Linked DNA regions of Gossypium hirsutum: regions 2 and 3 are each linked to region 1. A link is a contact called in public Hi-C data. All regions are on one chromosome and are shown on one strand. Each heading gives the region's core, a stretch centred on a gene start, on an enhancer-like site or on the middle of the called end of the contact. The rest is flanking DNA. Distances are from core to core; before and after follow the strand shown. Region 1 holds the start of LOC107910195 (N-terminal acetyltransferase A complex auxiliary subunit NAA15). Region 2 holds the start of LOC107910134 (peter Pan-like protein). Region 3 holds the start of LOC121220114 (protein TRANSPORT INHIBITOR RESPONSE 1).

Region 1 (3,795 bases), core at 431-2,930:
CAAATTCTTAGTGTCATTCTATATATATGCAAAGAGAAAGCACGAGAGAGAGAAGCAACCTAGAGCACTATATCAGGAACAGAAAATCCAAAGGTACAATTTGGAACTGTAAAATAAAAAGATGTAAAAATTTAATTGAATGAATATGATTAACAGCTAGGACACAATATAGCATCTGATATTAGCATATTCGCCACTGGAAAGATTTTGCAATACACGTATATCATAACCATCCATATCAATGAAAATAGGAACATGACTACAAATTTTAGCTGCGTATATCAAGCAAAAGAAGAGAAGAATTAGACAAAAACTAAAGCTACAAAAGATGGTTTTGCTTTGTCCCATGTTATTTGCACATTAACACCTATAAGAATAAAAGCAATCCAGATTTAACCCAGAAGATAGAGTTTTTACATCTTCATAGTAACAAATGAGAAGTAACCCAGAAGATAGAGTTGTGCAGTTTTTACACTATGTAATTCTGATTTGATCAATATGTATACACTATGTATAAATCAATATGTATAAATCATAAACAAGGATCTAAATAAACAGATAAAATTAATGATGAACATAGCTCCATTGCAACACACGAAACAAACATATATACATGCAAGCATACACCCAAGAATCAAGTGACACCCATTCAACCTTTGACGCATATGCCTCTGACAATCAGCTGATGACAGTAGACAGACTGCAATGAATCAGTCATTTTAGAAAGTCCTACTATAAGCCAGCAACAACAGTGATATGGAAAAACAAATTCACTTGTGAAAGACTGTACTGATTTTTTTTTAACATAAAACTGTACTGATGTTAGAAAGAGGTTAATGCCTGAATGGTATAAAATGCATGAACATTACCATAATATGAGCAAGACTTGGTTAAGCATGCATCTCAACTAAAGTTGCAGGATTGCAATGAAAAGAGGAAAAAAGATGTTCGTCAAAACCCAGGCATGAACTGAAAAAAAAGACTAAGTTATAAAATAAAACAAAAGAATCAAAATAACAATGCAAGCTTTGGGTTATGTCATTAGGCAGAAAACTAAGAAAAATTGAGCAATACCATGCTAATACAACAGTAATAATATCAACATCTTTCATATTTAACAAAATTAAAGCAATTAACAACAATGTAACACTAATTCAAAAGTTAATTCTGAACTCTAAAATCGAAAATAATTACCCTGGTTTCGAAGATGACGACGCTGCAGAGCTATCTTCTTTGGTCTAAAAAAAATCAAAAAACAATTAAATTAGTAACATCATAGGAAATGACACCAAGAATTTTCAAAACATAGAAAACGAAGAGACAGAGAGAGCGAAATAAAAAGGAAAAATTACCGCAACTGCATTGGCAATAAATTGTTGAGCCCTTCGACCTTCAGGGTTCAAATCCAAGTTCATGGTTCATCAGATCTGACTACCACAAAGCTCGGCGCTTTCCTGAACCAAAACAGTATTCAAAAATAATTTTTTTTAAAAAAAATCTGAAATGAAATGAAATGAAAAATAAAAAATGAAAAAAGAAAAAAGAACACTGAACCGGAGATACGAGGAGAAAAAAGAAAATTTTTGGAATCGAAAGATCGCCTTAAATCCCGACCCTTAAATCATAATTTCTAATTCATAATTCCTAAATTCATATATAATCCCCAAACCTTAAAATAGTAATTTCTAAACTCGTTTTAAATCTTAAATTAACTATATACCGTAAATCATATTAACCCTAAACTATAATGATAATTAATTAAATATTTTAAAATTAATACTATCTTATCTTTTTCAATTATATATGAAATTATTTAATATATAAATTAAAAAAACAATCAGTAATGTACCCAACAAATTTTAAAATTATTTTAAATAATAGTATTTTAATTTTTTTCATTTTTAACAAATATTTTTCTATGTTTTTACTTTTAAATTTTTTCTACGTGTCATTATTTTTTTTCCAAAGAATATAAATATTCAATTAAAAATAAATTATATTTTAATTAATATAAATAAACTAGTTAAAACAGATAAAATATTTTTTGCGGCGTTTTTAAAATAAGCACCGCTAATGCTCGATCTATAGCGGCGTTTTTCAAAAAGCACCGCTAATACCACCAAAGCTCAACATAAAACGATGGCGATGTGCTTAATTTTTTTGCGGCGCTTTTCAAAAAACGCTGCTAATGCTTGATCTATAGCGACGTTTTCCAAAAAGCGCCACTAATGCTTGATCTATAGCGGCATTTTTTAGAAAGCGTCGCTAATGCCACCAAAGCTTAACATAAAACGATGGCGTTGTGCTTAATTTTTTTGCGGCGTTTTTCAAGAAGCGCCGCTAAAGGTCGAGTATTAGCGGCATTTTTCAAAAAGCACTGCTAATGCCACCGAAGCTCAACATAAAACGATGGCGTTGTACTTAATTTTTTTGCGGCATTTTTCAAAAAGCGCCGCTAATGCTCGATCTATAGCGGGGCTTTTTGAAAAATGCCGCTAATGCTCGATCTATAGTGGCGTTTTTCAAAAAGCGCCGCTAATGTGAGATCTACAGTGGCGTTTTTATCCAAACGCCGCTAAAAGTGTTGCTAAAAACCTGTTTTGCTATAGTGTGGCTAACCAACCTAGCCCTAATTAATTAATAGCGACTCTACGTAATTTAGTCCCTTTGTGTCTAGCTTTGCTTACTAAGCCCGCCTACTCTTATGTAGGCAACGTTATGACAATTATAATCAAGTTTTTATGGATTTATTATATAAGAAAGAGATTAAAAAATTTTCAATAAAAATACAACTTAATTTATATATGAGAAAGAATTTTCGTAATTTCAAAATTAGATTAATATACAATTGATCTATAATGCCAATAACATTTAAAATAGGTATAAATTATTTTTAAAATTCGATTATTGAATCCAAATCCACCTTATATATATATATATATTAAAATACATTTATGCATAAGAAAACCCAAAAAATATTCCTCATCTTTTGAAGTTGTTATGCAAAGATACAGTCGTGGAGAAACTAGTGGCAGTAATGAAAGTGCATGGGATCCATAGGTCAACAGCTACTTAGAGGGTTCTTGGTTGCCTTTACAAGAAAGATGTCGAGTTTTAGTTTGTTCTTGTAAACCTGGGAGTTGCTGAGCATAAATCCCAATACTTCCTTTCCCCCAATGTAAGTATCTATTTAAAAAAAACATTTATTACAAGACAAATGATTTAGCTTCTGTGTTTTTTCCAGCCATTTGGTCAGGTTCCAGCTTTTGAATAAGAGGACTTGAAGCTCTTTGGTAAAGTTTTTCCTTTTTATAATAGCAAAAACCCTTGTTGCCGGGCTTTAACAAGACTATGGCAGTCCTTGAATTGTGGAAGAGAGTTGAAGCTCACCAGTTTAACCCTCCATTGACTAAGCTAGTCTTTGAGCTACGTTACAAGCCCCATTTTGGGATGACCATTTATGGAAGAAAATGAAGCTAAGCTTGCTGAAGTTTTAGATGTGTACGAGGCTCATTTGGCTGAGTCCAAGTACTTGGCTTGTGACCACTTCACCTTGGTCGATTTGCATCACCTCCCTAATGTTCAGTACTTGTTGGGGGAGCTCGACCAAGAAGCTGTTTGATTCGAGGCCACATGTGAGCACTTGCGTGGCTGATATCACTTCAAGGCTAGCTTAGAGCAAGGTCCTGGGTATGCTGAAACAGTAAACACTTGAGGTACAATAATTAGTATTGAACGAATAAAGGTAGGGGTGTAAACATTTGCAATTAGGTTTCAATGTTTATGTCTCGTTTG
Region 2 (3,776 bases), core at 735-3,234, 280 kb after region 1:
GCTTTTTCTTATTGCCACCATTGCCTGATAAATAACAAAATAGTTGTATAAATATGCTAGTTGGATAAAGGCACATTATAGAACAGGTCTCAGCAAAATAATCTAGCATGTAAATGATAAGGTTAAGAGACTTCTTTCTTTTTCGAGATAAATTCTTATTCTTCTCTTGTTTTCCCTGATTTTCTAGGAAAAGATAAAATTTACAAGGATAGATGAACATACCATATTCACTGAACATAACTTCACCAGCACATAATCCACCCTCAATTTTGGTGAGTTGGAGAGTCATTCTAGGTCCAATTTCTTGAAGCTTAACCGCGCTTTTTGTAGAGGCACGATTAACTCGACTAAGATCGCTAGTCAGAGTAACTGTTGCAGCTTCCTCATCAACTTCGCTTTCTGATCCATAACCCGCTCTTCATATAATAGATCAAAGGAGTGAACCAAACAAATCACAAAGAGTATACCATTCAAAAGGACAGTACAATAAATATTTATAGCTCATAACAATACTCACTTAGTGACGAAGTCGCTCACATCTTGAAGATTCCGAAGATCAGGCACTTGATGGTTCTGCACGAATTTTCGAATTCTACGCGAGACACCAACAGGCTGTAGTCTGATAGAATAATGTCGAAAATCAATAAGCTTCGTGTCTTTATTGTAGTTAAGCAACAGAATCCTCTGGCAAGAAGAAAGTTTAACCTGAAACATTCATGTCCAAACAATGTTAAAGAGGGAAGAAGAAAAGAAATGAGGTCACTTTAGATACTATAATTTAACTGTCTAAGTGAACTCACAGTATTGATATCAATATCCGGAAAGATGTTCTTGAACATCGTAGTCGTGAGCCTTAATTGTTCATCTGCTGCCGCAAAACCAGACAGAACAATCTGCCCAAAGATATATTCAGAATTACTACCATGAAGGTTGCATACAAGTTAAGGCATAAACTCAAAGAAAGCATGAGGTTTCAATCTCTCTTTAGTTTTAACACAAAAAAACACAACAGTATTTGGCTCATAAAAAGACATCCATTTCTAAGTTATACAAGCAGCTAAGAATTACAATAACCTAACAAGTTCCACTGCTGAGACAGTGTGAGTAGAAGAAATTACCAAAGGAGGATTCTTGAAAAGATCCTGAGGGCAACGAGGGCGCAATTGAGATTGGGATATATCAACAGCCAATGAATATTCATGTATTTTAAATGTAAGAGTAGGGCCTTGAGGGGTCTTTGCAACCCTAAGGACAGGCGAAGTTTCGGTTTTAGATAAAATGAGGAAATGGGTTACACCCATTGGCCCTGCAACATTCAAAAAGTCTTTCAGATTGTTCCTTTTCTTCTCCTGCAACCATTAAACAACAACAAACAATAAATCTAATTAAAGGGACAACTTATAAAACAACAAAATTTCAATTTTTTTAAACAAAAAAGAGGTAAAGGAATTACCTTGAGTTTGAGAGCAGTATAAGGAAGCATCAATTTTCTCAAATCCATTTGAAGTTGCCTAAGAGGACCAGGAAGCTTCCCCCTCGAAAACACAAAACTCTTCGGGATTTTATTCCCTGTGATATGGTCTACATTCGGTTGCTGTTGCTGCTGCTTTTTCACAATTGGCTTAACAAAAACCTTCTTCTTTCTCTGTTTTTTTTTTAAATTCAAATACCAGAACATGATTAAACCAAACCAACAAAAAAAAACAAAGAACCCCAAAAAAACCCTAACTGTGCAAAAATAGGCCTAAATTCAAAGCTGAGTAGACTAATTTTGGACTCGAAAAGAGTCGCACAATGCTAAAGTTAAAGAAACAGAGCTATTACTTACGTTATGGAAACGAGCCATGGCTCAGAGGAGGGAGACGCCGCAACCTGTTCGAATGGAGTATTGAATGAGAAGAAGGGTTTAAGGCTGGGTTTTTGGAGAAAGGGCAATTTCACTCACAAAATTGGAATTATGCTCTTTATCGTTTATATGGCAAATAACTTGGTTTGGGTTTAACCAGTTTTAAAGCTTTCAGCCCATTTATTTTTTAAGCCCCAAAATTTGTTTCTGACTTTTAGGTTAACATAGAATTTAGTCGCTTACTTTTTATTTTGTACCATTAGTTTCTCCATTTATTTTTAAGAATTTACTCTTTTTATTTTTTGTATTTCAAAATTTAAATTTAATAGTCAATACATTGAAGATTCTTTTATTAAATTTACTGGTTTGAAGCTTTGAAATAAAAAAAATACTAATTTGATAGCCATGTAACAAAAATTAGCGGTATAATGAACCTGAATTTAATAGAAAAATTTTAATAGTGTTGATAATTAGACTTTTATTATGAAATTTGAAAAATAGAGGGATTATATTCCAAATGTACAATGAATATAGGAACTTAGAGCATATTCTGACCACGAGAATTTAATCATTCTACTTTTTGGATTTAACACTATTAAAATTCTTCAATAAAATTCAAGTCATTAACAATGTTTTTTTTAGGTTAATTTAGGTAAATATGCTGAAAAAAAAATAGAAAAGTAGACTGAATTCAAACATATTTATCGATCTACGATGTTTTTATTCTCTATCCTGAAAACATGTGGCATGTTTTCACTAACACATAAGTGAAGTGAAAACGCGCCTTGTAGGACACGTTTTCCTTTCAACGATAACTATTCTTACGATAACTTTTCTAACAGCTACAAGGGCTCCAACAACCATAAAAATTCCTATATAAACCCCTCTACACTTCGTTCTTTTCAACCAAATATTCAATACTCATTCTTCCTTCCTAAATTATCAATCCTCAAATTCCAATTTTCTATTATAAATCTTCAATTTTCAATTTTCAATTTTCAATCCTCAATTATTTTTTTAATTTTATTCTTTTCAATTTTATTCTTTTCGTTATAATTTTTAAATGGCAAATCAACTTAATCGTTTTGATGACAAGCATATCCCTGGCGTCCAATTACAAATGGTAAGAAAATTTATTAAATTATTTATTTTTAATAGTTAATTATTATGTTGTTTAGATTATTAATTTTTTATGTTTATATAGTGCAACATGCGAGCAACAACTACGGAAGGTGTCGAACAGGTTTAGGGGTAGTCAGATCTAGATGAGATGGTTGGAGGACAACTTCCAAACAATCGAGGCTTTTACAAGTGACGTTGAAAAGGAACAATTCGCATGCGCATTATCTTAAGGTTGATTGGAGGTCTTCTAATGCCAGATAAATCTTGCAATTAGGTACATTTAAGGTGACTACTACTACTAGTCGACTTGAAAGAATCGGGACGACTTAGTCGAGGATCAATGATTCTGGTGACATTGTACCGAGAAATGTATTGAGTGAGGATATTGAATAAAGCTAAAATTGATGATTGCATGCTCCTTCAATCATAGGAATGGCATCGACTACCATTTTTACGCCCCCGATTGCAACTCCCTTATGAATTCCCACATGTCATATGGTAAAATTCATTTGACAATATCATTACCGTTTTTATTTTTCATTGTTGTAATTTTGAAATATTATATTATTTGAATAGGTGGAATAACCCCGCGAGACACAATAGTATACCAATCGAGCTTGAGGATATCCGACTAACTTTAGATCAAGAAACTGAATAGGAGATTAGTTTATGAATTTCAAAGTTATATAATATGTATTCTAGTACTTGAAATTAAATATTAGGCACGTGCTAAAAATTATAAATTCGTATTGCAGTTTGTATAGATGTTACATGCGGATCCAAGGATTCAAGAATGCATCTCAACCAA
Region 3 (3,655 bases), core at 759-3,258, 350 kb before region 1:
TAATTTTCCATATTCTCGAGAATTCAATTTTAAAGAAATAAAATAATAGGAATTCAATTCAATCACACTGTTCCTAATTTGGTAACCCAAAAATCAGGTAACATTCCAACTTTTGCAAGCAACTTGAACACATGTTTGTCACTTGGAAACGTGAATGATTAATGTATGAAAAGTAATGAGGAGACTTTTCTTTTGTTGGAATATGTTTAATTTAATGTAAACATAAAAACAACGTTTATAACATTTATTTACACCAAATTAGATATTAATATTGTACATTATTTGGTTAATGTATGCAAATGAAAATGGAACTCTTTTATCTCTTCAGCAAATATTGGGGAAAAAAGAATGAGTCATTATTGTTTTTAATCAGGAGTTTGTTTAGTTTAATTGAAGACGAAATATAGAAAGTGAATCATAGCGGGCATGATTATCTCCACCCATGAAGTCAAAATAGAAACAAAAATGTTATCCATGGACACCAACATTTCTTAATTTCCAAATCTATGATGAATCACTTATCAATGTTGTTCTACTACTTATTACTTTTTTTTAATAATAATTAAGGATTTAGGGAATGCATAAACACATTTTGAGATTTTCTTTTTTTTGAAATAAGGTTGGATTTAGAAATAAAACTTGCTCTTGTCTCAACATAATATTATAGTAGTTTAAAGTATATTCTTTTAACATTATACCTACAGAATGATTATTAGTATAGCTTAAAATATTAGTAATAAAAATTTATTATTCTATTTTTATAAAAAAATATTAAAATTGTCACATTTCATATAGCTTTGATTTCTTCGAGTCATATTTGGGTTGGGCGATGCTAGATTTTGCTAAGGGTATATCTAGTGGAGGTTAAGGAATGCAAAAAATTGCCCTATCCTTTATTACCTTTAAAGGGTATTGGATTGTTTAAATCCAAACCTTAACTTATTATTTTTGAAAATCGACAGGTCGCTTTAAATTTTAAATTAATTGACCAACATCTTATCAAAATATTTGAAATGATTAAAACACATATTTATATATAACTCGAGACTCGAATTAATTTATATATAAATATGTGTTTTAATAATGTAAACATTTGCTAGGTAAATGAATGTAAACATCTATACTTTTAATTAAATCATCCTGACTCGAATTTTTAAGTTAAGTTTTTGATGTTTCAGTTCTAATCATTTTACATAAATTTAAGTTATTAATTATTATTATTATTATTTTGAATTAATCAAAATTGAGAAATCTCAAACAAAGTGTTTATGAATTTTTTGTCGTTATTATTATAATAATATTTTATCCCTTTTATTGTGGTCCCCGCATATCGAGATCCCTCGGATCCAGCCGTGCTACGCGCATCATGGGATTCATTGCACCACCACTCTCCCCTACACATCACCACATTTTATCAGCCCTCCTCGTATCAATATCTCGTCGCTCCATCTCCTTCCCGATATATTCCTCAAAAATCTCGTCGAACATCTGCCCCTACACGCTCTTCCATACACCCGTTTTCTGCGGCTCCGCTTCGTTGCCGACGGATAAGATCTCCCCTTCCCACCGTCCATCATATGGCCCGCATCTCACCCCCACCACGTGTCTCTATCTTAAACGTCCATTAGTTATCCCCACACAAAAAATTGATACCCTCATATTTCCTTTCGCTATAATTCTGGTTTAGTCCACGGTAATACTAAAATTTGACATTTAATCATTTTGTTTTATTTTAATTTGATATGATTTGTTATAAATTTTTTACAATATCACCCTAATTGGCTATCTTTTCCTATCACTTGACTTCTTACTCGTACTTTTATAATGTCATTAGTGTATTTAAATTCGATAAAATTGTTTGTTGATATTGTTAGAGTGTTGACGTGAAGTCTTTTGTATTATACGATCATACAATTTATATCACATAAAAATTCAATCAATCATGTTTAACCCCTTTTCTAGTTTAATATAAGTAACAATTGAGGTTGTCAATTTACAAAGTTATGTAAACAAAAACATAGAGATAAATTTCAAAATTTCAACATAGTAAAGGGACTAAACCTAGAATTAGACCTAATTTGACATGACATATTTAACCATTGTTAAAATCTAACCCTTCTTCTCAACACATCAAAAAAAATTCTTATCCTCTCTCACCTTGTATCTGTCATATCACTTCACTTTCTCTCTCTTTATAGCTCCTTAACCTCTGCTCTCACTGTAACCTTCATTAATGGCGTTTCAGATCTGAAAATGAACTCTAAAGCTTAAGAAAACCCCAAACTTCGGCCAAACCGAAAGGCAAAAAAGAGAAATCTTTTTTTTTGTATATTTTTAATCCAAAAAGGCTTAATTTCTCTTTGCGTGTGTGTGTGTTTGTTTTTTGTTTCTCTTTCTCGATTTTTCAAAATGCAGAAGAAAACGGCGTATTCGTTCCCCGACGAGATTTTGGAGCACGTTTTCTCGTTCATACAATCGGTCAAGGACCGGAACGCAGCGTCGTTGGTGTGCAAATCGTGGTACGAGATCGAACGGTGGTGTCGGAGGAAGATATTCGTGGGGAACTGTTACGCCGTCAGCCCTACGATGGTGATCAGGCGGTTCCCGGATATCAGATCCATTGAGCTAAAAGGGAAGCCACACTTCGCGGACTTCAATCTGGTACCGGACGGTTGGGGCGGGTACGTACTTCCATGGATATCGAAAATGGCTGGAGCCTATCCATGGCTCGAAGAGATCCGGCTTAAGCGAATGGTTGTCACGGACGAGAGCCTGGAGCTTGTTGCTAAGTCGTTTACGAATTTGCAAGTGTTGGTGCTCTTTTCTTGTGAAGGGTTTTCAACTGATGGGCTCGCTGCTATTGCTGCTGGCTGCAAGTGAGTTTGATGAACTCTTTTTTCACTTCGTTTGTTTGGCTTTTTCTTTGCTTTTCAGTTAGACAAAGAATTGGACCTTGGGTCTTTGTTAGATTCAATTTTTGTTTTTGGTTTTAGCTACATTTCTGTTTTCTTAGTGATTTTTGAGAAGGGTAGAGTTTTGTTCACTTCAAATGCCCCTTTTCCCCTAGGATTCCTTGTTCTTGTTTGCTATCCCTAGATTCTTTTTCGGGGGTTGTTTTCCAGATTTTAAACGGTTACGTCTGGGAAACGTGGGCTTTGCTTTTGCTGTATAACGATGAATAATATATTTTGTAAATTGAGGATGTAGGGACTGATTTTCCAAGTTGGTACTGCAGATTCTTATCGTATTTCTTTTTTCAAAATTTTTCCTTTTTTTTTTCTATCCTTCTTTGTATGTTATTTTAATTCCATCTTGGGATTTGTTTGTTTTTTGTTCCTAGATTAGAACTTTATTTCTTGTATGGTTTGAGCAATTAGATGCTTAAAGAATATGCAAATTTCTTCTCTTGTAAGTTCAATTGTAAAAAAGAAACTTTCTTCTTGATTTTGTATTTGATTTGGTCGATTTTTTTAATTCCTTGTTTATATGAATCAAATCTGGTTTTGTGATACAGGAATCTGAGAGAGCTGGACTTGAGAGACAGTGAAGTGGATGATTTGAGTGGGCATTGGCTCAACCATTTTCCTGACACATACACATCCCTTGTGTCTCTCAACATTTCCTGCTTAGGATCCGATGACGTTAGTTTCTCGGC

The links. A called contact is a pair of places that touch in the nucleus more often than the background predicts.
Region 2: a contact with region 1 is called in a Hi-C map of petal, with 3 times the contacts expected there. The contact joins the promoter of LOC107910134 here to the promoter of LOC107910195 in region 1. A contact is called at or near these places in 3 of 34 Hi-C or Micro-C datasets (leaf and petal).
Region 3: a Hi-C map of seedling shows a contact between it and region 1, with 2.6 times the contacts expected there. The contact joins the promoter of LOC121220114 here to the promoter of LOC107910195 in region 1. A contact is called at or near these places in 5 of 34 Hi-C or Micro-C datasets (leaf and seedling).

What each region holds. Positions count from the first base shown.
Region 1 is chrD08:46,059,585-46,063,379 of Gossypium_hirsutum_v2.1, forward strand. It overlaps LOC107910195 (N-terminal acetyltransferase A complex auxiliary subunit NAA15), which reads right to left and starts at 1,681. Exons shown (of 7, transcript XR_001687536.2): 1 at 1,555-1,681; 2 at 1,353-1,454; 3 at 1,195-1,238. It also overlaps the pseudogene LOC121220346.
Region 2 is chrD08:46,343,193-46,346,968 of Gossypium_hirsutum_v2.1, forward strand. LOC107910134 (peter Pan-like protein) reads right to left here and starts at 1,985. Exons shown (of 7, transcript XM_016837901.2): 1 at 1,829-1,985; 2 at 1,454-1,645; 3 at 1,119-1,349; 4 at 801-893; 5 at 518-705; 6 at 223-416; 7 at 1-24. The coding sequence starts at 1,846.
Region 3 is chrD08:45,713,124-45,716,778 of Gossypium_hirsutum_v2.1, forward strand. LOC121220114 (protein TRANSPORT INHIBITOR RESPONSE 1) reads left to right here and starts at 2,009. Exons shown (of 3, transcript XM_041099302.1): 1 at 2,009-2,876; 2 at 3,515-3,655. The coding sequence starts at 2,410.